2 separate regions of the Mus musculus genome follow, and region 1 is linked to region 2. The links are chromatin contacts, called in public HiChIP or PLAC-seq maps. All regions are on one chromosome and are shown on one strand. The core of a region is the stretch at or near the end of the contact, and the rest is flanking DNA. Distances in the headings are between cores, read along the strand shown.

Region 1 (3,852 bases), core at 1,127-3,626, 490 kb before region 2:
TCTGTAAGACTGAGGCCAGCTGAGCCTGTCACTAAGTGTCAATAGCCCTACATAGCCTCCCCACAGCCACCGTCAGAGCCACCACTCTATCACTCCCTTCTGCGGGTCGGCACGGAGTCAGTTACCACAGTTCTAGCCTAAAGCAACTCATCTTGACTTTTTGTTCCTGCTGAGATGGAAGGTCAAATACCAAGACACACGTGCCTCACCCCTATCCTAGGCCCTTGAACTTCAGGCACTTCTCTCCTGAGCAACTTTTCTCCTTACAGTGCACCACATAGACACCGCCACTTGCCAGCCGGGGAACGTCAGGCAGATCTCCTCATCTCTTCCAGTCCTCAGTTTCTTCATCTGTAAAATGGAACTGATGGCAGTTGCAGTTTCTGAGCTGTGGGCGCGATGCACGAAGCCTGTAGTGTCCTTAGCTCATTGCTGCCCATGGTAGAGATTTCTTACCGTCTGTCGCTACCTCTGCTCTACTTTCTGCCTCCCAGAGCTGAGGTCCGAGTGATGACTTGGGTACCAGCAGGATGCTTATGGATTTGTAGATGGCTATAAGTGCTCAAGGAGCCCCGGTTGACATTTTCTCTGTGACATTGTGAAAGATGTTTTTAGTTTTTGTTTTTGTTTTTGTTTTTATTTTATTTTATTTTATTTTTTGAGTGCTGGAAGATATGGGGATTGGCAAGTACTCTATCACTGGGACGCTGAAATACACCTCCAGCCGGAGGGGGGGCAGTTTAATTTAATTTAATTTTTAGATTCATTTGTATTTTATTCTGTGTGTATGGGTGTTTTGCCTGCTTGTGTGTTTGTGTGGCATGTGCATACCACGCCTACAGAACCCAGAAGAAAGCATCAGATCTGCTAGATCTGAACTTACAGACAGATAGCTGTGACCTGCTGCGCGGATGCTGGGAACGGAACCAGCGTCCTATGAAAGAGCAATCAATGCTCTTCACCGCTGAGCCACCTCTCCAGCCCCATGGGGAGGGGGACAGTTTTTAAGTGAACATGAGATGTACTTGTCACCTGAATAATGGTTGTACTGGTTGTCATCATGAAACTGTGGAGAGAGCACTCTTAGCAGTTATAGGGGGTGTGCGTCTCAGGGGTTGGGGTGGGGTTTAAGTGATGAAGCAAGACAAGACCAGCCTTCTGTTTGGGTTCGGGGTGAGGAGGATCACTGTGAGACACCCAGGGGTACCAATTACTGTCCCAGGTTCAGCCACCTCACTGCCATGTGGTCCCTTCACTAGGTCTCCCAAGCAGCATATGTCACCAATATGCTTTTTGGCTCTGTAAAATGACTCCCGTATTCCACCCTAGAGTGAATGCCTGCCACAGGGTAGACATAATGGGAGACTGTCCAGGGACAATCAGTGGCCTTCCATGAGAGGGCACTGTCAACATGGAACCATTGACAATGTGACACACGCAGGGAGGCCTGGGAAGGTGGTGATGGCACGGTGATTCTCTAAACTGCTGTCCCCGTGGTCTAGCATGATCATGTGATCATGATCCTCACTTGGCTTCCCTCAGAGGTGTTAGTGAACAAGGGTGACATGAGCTGAGGTAGCGATAATGCTGAGTGAGCCGTGCAGTGCTTTGTGGTTTACTGAGGAGCCCGGGCGGCCCAGACCAGTTCCCCTGCTTGATCAGAGGTGTCCTTTAACATTTGCTGCTTTTGAGTCAAGCTACATTACTCTTCTTCCAGGCCTTAAACCAAAAGGCATCCCTGAAACACTCAGAGCCACATACAAGGATGGGTAACAAACCCGCAGTATATAACACCTACTGCCACATTTATACAGCAGTGAGCGGTGGATAGAGGGAGGACCTCACAGTCCCCAGGCCAAGTAGGAAGCAAGGCTCAGAGAGGTGACATCTCATGTTTGGCTACACCCTTTAGAGATCAAGTTCCAAGTGTTCAGTGATGCTCCTATGGGGGGTGGGGAGTCTTGTCAGAAGAGATCTGGGGTAGGAGTCTGCGTTTGAAACTCCTCAGACAACATACTGAAAGAACAAAGAAGGCTCAGTGTGTGTTCTAAAGATCTATGAAAGTAAGGAGGGAGGAAGCAAGAAAAGACACCGCAGGGCCCTCTCTGGGTTCTGAGCTGCCCCGTGTGATTTAGTGAGACAAACGCAACTGACATTTCTAGGTCTGTAGGCCAGGATTGGTGCTTCTGAAGTCATTTGGACCCAGCAGTTAGCATCATTAGCTGCAGCCGCTACAGCAGTGTAAGGCTAGTGGACCCTGTCCCAGCCATTAGCAAAGCAGCCACCGCCCACTGCAGGGCACGCACTGGGCCACCTGCGTGCAGGTATCTCTCTGAGTTCGATGCAGCAAGGACGGGTTTGGGATGAGCTAAGCAAGCCCTGAGTCTGACGCAACCTGCTGTCTAAGGCTCTTCTTGTCTAAAAGCAAGCCATCTGTGCCTGTGCTGTGTCTATAAAATACTTATTCAGTTCCTGAATAGAAAGACGTTCCAAGTGGCTCGCCAGAGACTCTCTGACGTTGTTTAGTTCTTAAAAGTGAGCAGCCCCATACTCAGGGCTATTTGTAGGCGAGAGAGAGCCATGAGGTCGTCACATGTAAACGAACATTTTATTTTAAAAAAGAAGGGGGTGGCTGGAAAGAGAGTTGTCAAGGGAGGGCCTTCAAGGGCTGGGGGATTTATTTTTTCTTTCTGTCAGGTACTGGGGGAGGCTGCTGCCTATAGTGAGTGAAGCCTAGAGTTCTGTAGAGGGACACTTAGGGGCTCTGATGAAGATAGCTCTCACCCCAGGGTGACAAGTGGCCCTGAAATCTGACCGGACAAGTAGTCAGCCCCCTTTCTCCTCACAGTTTAACTATGGAGGTGACATCTGGGTTCTAGAGCATGCAGGTCAGAATATGTGTGCCCTTCTCTCTGCTTTTCTAAAACATGGAATCGGTTATGGCTACCTAGTTACATAGTCTGCTTTGGACTTCGGTATTTGTTGGATAGAACAGTCTAGAAAAACATGTGGCCACCAGATAAAGAGACAGGAAGTACTTCAGAGCAACTCAAGGAAATGGAGATGCTGAGAAGAGATGGGCCCCAACTTAAGAACACCCCAGATCTCAGCAACCATCCTCTGTAAATCCATTACTTAGAATGGCTGGGGCCCAGAGAAGGGTACAGAAACACCTTTAATTTGATATGTGACCTCCTAGGACATGGTACTTCATTTGTGTTGATAGCTCCAATGTGTCTGAAAGGGACTTGTATTTACCTTCTTAAGAAACACATACACACACACACACACACACACACACACACACACACACACACACACACGATGTGAGGAAGAGTCTGAACCTGTCTTCTGGCCAGCATTAGCTAATAAGCTGAGTATGGAGCAGTCAGGGCTTTGGAGAGGCACGGCTCCTGTTAGCCTAACAGTCTAGTCACAAGCATCGTGGCTACCCAGACCTTGTGAAACCAGGCTAGAACAGAAGATTCTCGCTAGAGGTCATGTTGCCCAACACAGACCCACCCAGACAGGCTGGGACAGCTGGCGAGAGCAGTAGCCTCTGTTCTCCCAGACTGTTTCTGTTTGTTGTCGTTTTGTTTAGTTCTGCTGGAGGGTCTGGTGTGGAGGACTGTACCAAGGGCCTCATATGCTAGGCAAGCCCTGTATCCTGAGCTCTCTGGTGGCAGTTTAAAGGATGGAGTAAGGCCTGGAGAGACGGCTTTCTGTAAAGGAATGCTGTGCAGGTTCGAGAACCCGAGTTCCAACCCTAGGATGCACATAAGAAACAAGGAATGGTGTCATTTACTCCTATTCTTAGGATGCGGGATGTGGGAGAGGACCTCCAGGACACAC
Region 2 (3,660 bases), core at 669-3,168:
GCTTGAATAGTGTCTCAAAAGTCCCCTCTATTAGCCATGTATGTGATGACTGTGGCAAAATGCCGGACAATGTAAGAAGGAGAGTCTCACTTCAGCCCATGGCTTCAGAGACACTTCAACTGGAGGCATGGCAGAGGAGCCCCAAGGCAGCAGAAGTCTGGAGAGGAAGTTCTCCAAATGTTGGTGGACCAAGAAGCAGAGCATATGGCCAGGCTATTTATAGCCAGGCCCTGCCTCTACAGCCTTAAAGGTAGAGACACAGCTGTATTCAAAACATAATCCTGTTAAGGACATCTTGGGTTGAAGCCATTATATCTCCTGGACATCCAGTAAGACTAGAGGGGTTCAGAAACATTGATAGGATTGGACCACTGCTGGGGCTGGTGATCCACTCTGGTCTGATTGGCTTTTATTCCTTTGGTTTTAGGATTTATTTATTTATTGTATTTTATGTATCTGTGTCTGTGCACTGTGTGTATGCCTGACACCCAAAGATGTCTGAAGGGGGCATCAGAACCCCAGAAAATGGAGTGAAGGACTGTTGGGAACCACCATGTTGGTGCTTGGAACTGAACCAGGGTACTCTTCAAGAATAGCAGGCCGTCTTAACTACTGAGCCGTCTCTCCATGCCCCAGAATCACTCTTTCCATATATATCTTTGCATATGAATATTTTTATTTGAGAACATAATTCAGTTAAAATCAGGTTGCCAAAGGAGGGAATTCTGTTATGTCTATAGGAACCACACTTGTGGGAGGGACAGGAAACAGAGAAGCAACGATCATGGAACGTGAGGTTGGGATGTGCCCCTGTCCACTACACTGGAGGACCTATGTGAAGCTAGCAATCCTTCAAACTTTTTAACAGCGCTGCTAGCCATGATGAAATGTGTCAATATGATACAGTTAGCCATGAACTAGGCAACAGATGATAACAGTCTCTGTACCCCAGAAAGGTGAGAGCAGTTGACCACTGATGGTAGCTCTCTGTCTCTGTCTCTGTCTCTGTCTCTGTCTCTGTCTCTGTCTCTCTCTGTCTCTGTCTCTCTCTGTCTCTCTGTCTCTCTCTCTCTCTCTCTCTCTCTCTCTCTCTCTCTCTCTCTCTCTCTCTCTCTCTCACACACACACACACACACACAGAGTCAAAGAGAGCATGGTCCCTAAGCAGGCTCAGAGTGCAGAATGAGTCTAAAAGGTACTTTTGGTTTTTCCATTACACCCAGCAATCGACTCTCATGATAAATCATGGATTTGGGACATAGATGCAGCTCAGCTTTCCCTGAGAGATCAGAACTGCCATACAGCTGCCCCCTGACGTTTTGCTGGGAGGAGCAGGTGGAAGCGATGGCAAGTTCAGACCCTTGCTTCTCCTTCATCTTGAGGCAGTGGTCTGTACTTCAGATTCCAGAGGACGGTTTCCATTTGAACTGAGGAAAATCATTTTTGTGTCTTGAGAAAGTTTTGGATTTTTTTTCCCCTTCCTTTGGTCAGGAAGGACTTTAGAGGCCACTGTGAAAACCTAGGAAAAAAATAAAAAAGACACTTTTATGAAAGCTATCCATCAAATGTCAAGGATAATAATCAATTTTCTGTCACAATGGACTGATAAAAACTTTCAGTAATAATGTCATGGGGGAAGAATTTGTGTCAGAACTCAAAACGCGGGGCCCCGATATCAAACGATTTCATAAAAGCCCAGTACTGCTGTAGCCCTCCGAGGCATGACAAAATACAATTTCTCATCCACGGGATACAGAATAATTCCCCTTTTTTATTTTTACACTCAGAAAGGCAAAAGGAAATCTGACTTTCAAAAAAATATATATATGACACAATCCGGCTTCTGCAGGCAGGTGAGAAGTGATCACCCCGGCCGACGATATCAGACACCATTCTAGTGATTCGGCTAGCATCATGCAAATGGCTGCATAATGCCGGCTCCTCTCGCAATGTACAATCAAATCAGCATTCTAACACTACAAGCCGGTGATGAGCTTGTGAATAAATATGCAGGAGCACATAAAAAAAATCAAGGCAATCAAGAGGAGCCCGCGTCCTCACTCGGACCTATAAATCTTTGTCTATTTCAATCCTAAGGCCGGCCGAATCAGTGTAAAATCCAGAGGGGGTGTCATCAATTCCGGTTAACCTCTCTATTCCTCTTTGTGTCGGCTTAGGGGTGATGGATTGGTTTTGTCACTACTGCTCCGTTCACAGTATGTTAACATGGAAGGGTGCAGACAGGTTATGAGGAGAGGTGAGAGCTGCCCCAGACTTGACCCTTGCTCCCACACATCTGGGAGACCACAGGGGAGTACTGTATCTCTTTGTGCATGCAGGAGGCTCAGCCCATGGACCACACATGAACTTCCCTGGCATCTAGTCGTGGATTGCTGTTTTGGAGTTAAAACAGGGTATACTGGCTAGGTTTCTACTGCTGTGGTAGACACTCTGACTGAAAACAACTCAGAGGTTGGAGGGTTTAGTTCACGTTACAGCTCTTGGTCTATCATGCAGGGAGGTCAGAGCAGAAACTCAAGGCGGAACCCTGAGGCAGGAACTAAAGTAGAGGCCCTGGGTGAATGCTATTTCCTGGCTTGCTCCTGACTTCATCAATTTGTTTCCTTATATAGCCCAGGACCACCTGCCGAGGGATGACATCCTCTACAGCGGACAGAGCTTGCCCACATCAATTATCAATGAAGAGAATGCCCTGCAGGTTTGCCTACAGGCCAGCCTGAGGGAGGCAGATTCTCAGGTAAGTTTCCTGCTTCTCAGACGACTCTAGCTTAGTCAAGTTGACAAAACAAAACAGACAAACAAACAAACAAAGCCTAACTAAGACACAGGACTGTTGAGTGAGCTTTCAGTAGATGGAGACTGGGGCAATGGAAGAGAATGGCTAGAAGCCCAGATGCCTGACTGGCCCAGGGCATAGCTGCAATTCTCTGTGTTTCCCTTCCCAAGCCACGATTGTTCACCCAGTACTACTGAATTCCTCCACATTCCAGACAGAGCATGGAAGGACACTCCAGTTCCCCTGTGGCAACACCTGATGAGTTAGATCTGCACAAGGTACGCACCTATTGACCAATGAAGCAAGAGTGACCTGTGTGCTCTCATAGCCCAGGCAGGTCATGAGCTGATAGACCTAAAAGAGGAATCTTGAAGCAATCCCAGCTCTGCCATGTTTAATGAAGCACCGTTGACCACAGTCACAATGTAGAAACCATCCAACTGTCTGTGGATGGGTACATGGCAAATGAAAATGTGGTGTCCACACTGAAGAATATAACCCAGCACTGCCAGAGGAGAGAAACCAAATGTGCAGATGTGAACGAGACGTGACGGCACTGTAGCTAGCAAGGTAAGCCCCACAAAACCTGAAAGGCCACACAAACTTGTTTCATGTGACAGATGCTTAATGGTTAAGAGATGGGAAGTGGATGGTGACTGTTGTCGGGGGAGGGAGAGGGGGGGCCCGGAAGGGGAAATATAAAGTTGGTAATTAATATGTATCGAGTTTCAGTTAAGCAAGATGAAGAGGTTCCAGAAATCTGCCAAGCACCATGGAGTCTGGCATTAGGGATACCATGTTGTACCTTCAAACCTTCGCTAAGAGGGTGGATTCATGTCAAATGCTTGCTGTGGTATGGCGTG

Evidence for each region. HiChIP or PLAC-seq counts read pairs in DNA pulled down with a chosen protein or histone mark.
Region 1: a contact with region 2 is called in an H3K27ac HiChIP or PLAC-seq map of SST interneurons, with 10 times the contacts expected there. The contact joins two enhancer-like sites. A contact is called at or near these places in 3 of 115 datasets of contacts at active chromatin or transcription factors (SST interneurons, astrocytes and embryonic basal ganglia).

What each region holds. Positions count from the first base shown.
Region 1 is chr12:107,919,480-107,923,331 of GRCm38.p6, reverse strand. All of the region lies in intron 3 of Bcl11b (B cell leukemia/lymphoma 11B), which reads left to right. Among named protein-coding and RNA genes, the nearest start is that of Bcl11b, 82 kb to the left of the region's middle. Within about 2 kb of position 2,376, at least 45 of the 459 cell types and tissues checked have an H3K27ac peak or open chromatin away from gene starts, as enhancers often do. A contact at or near this core is called in SST interneurons, where this site is marked.
Region 2 is chr12:107,428,154-107,431,813 of GRCm38.p6, reverse strand. No RefSeq gene overlaps it. Among named protein-coding and RNA genes, the nearest start is that of Gm33236, 220 kb to the left of the region's middle. Within about 2 kb of position 1,918, at least 1 of the 459 cell types and tissues checked has an H3K27ac peak or open chromatin away from gene starts, as enhancers often do. A contact at or near this core is called in SST interneurons, where this site is marked.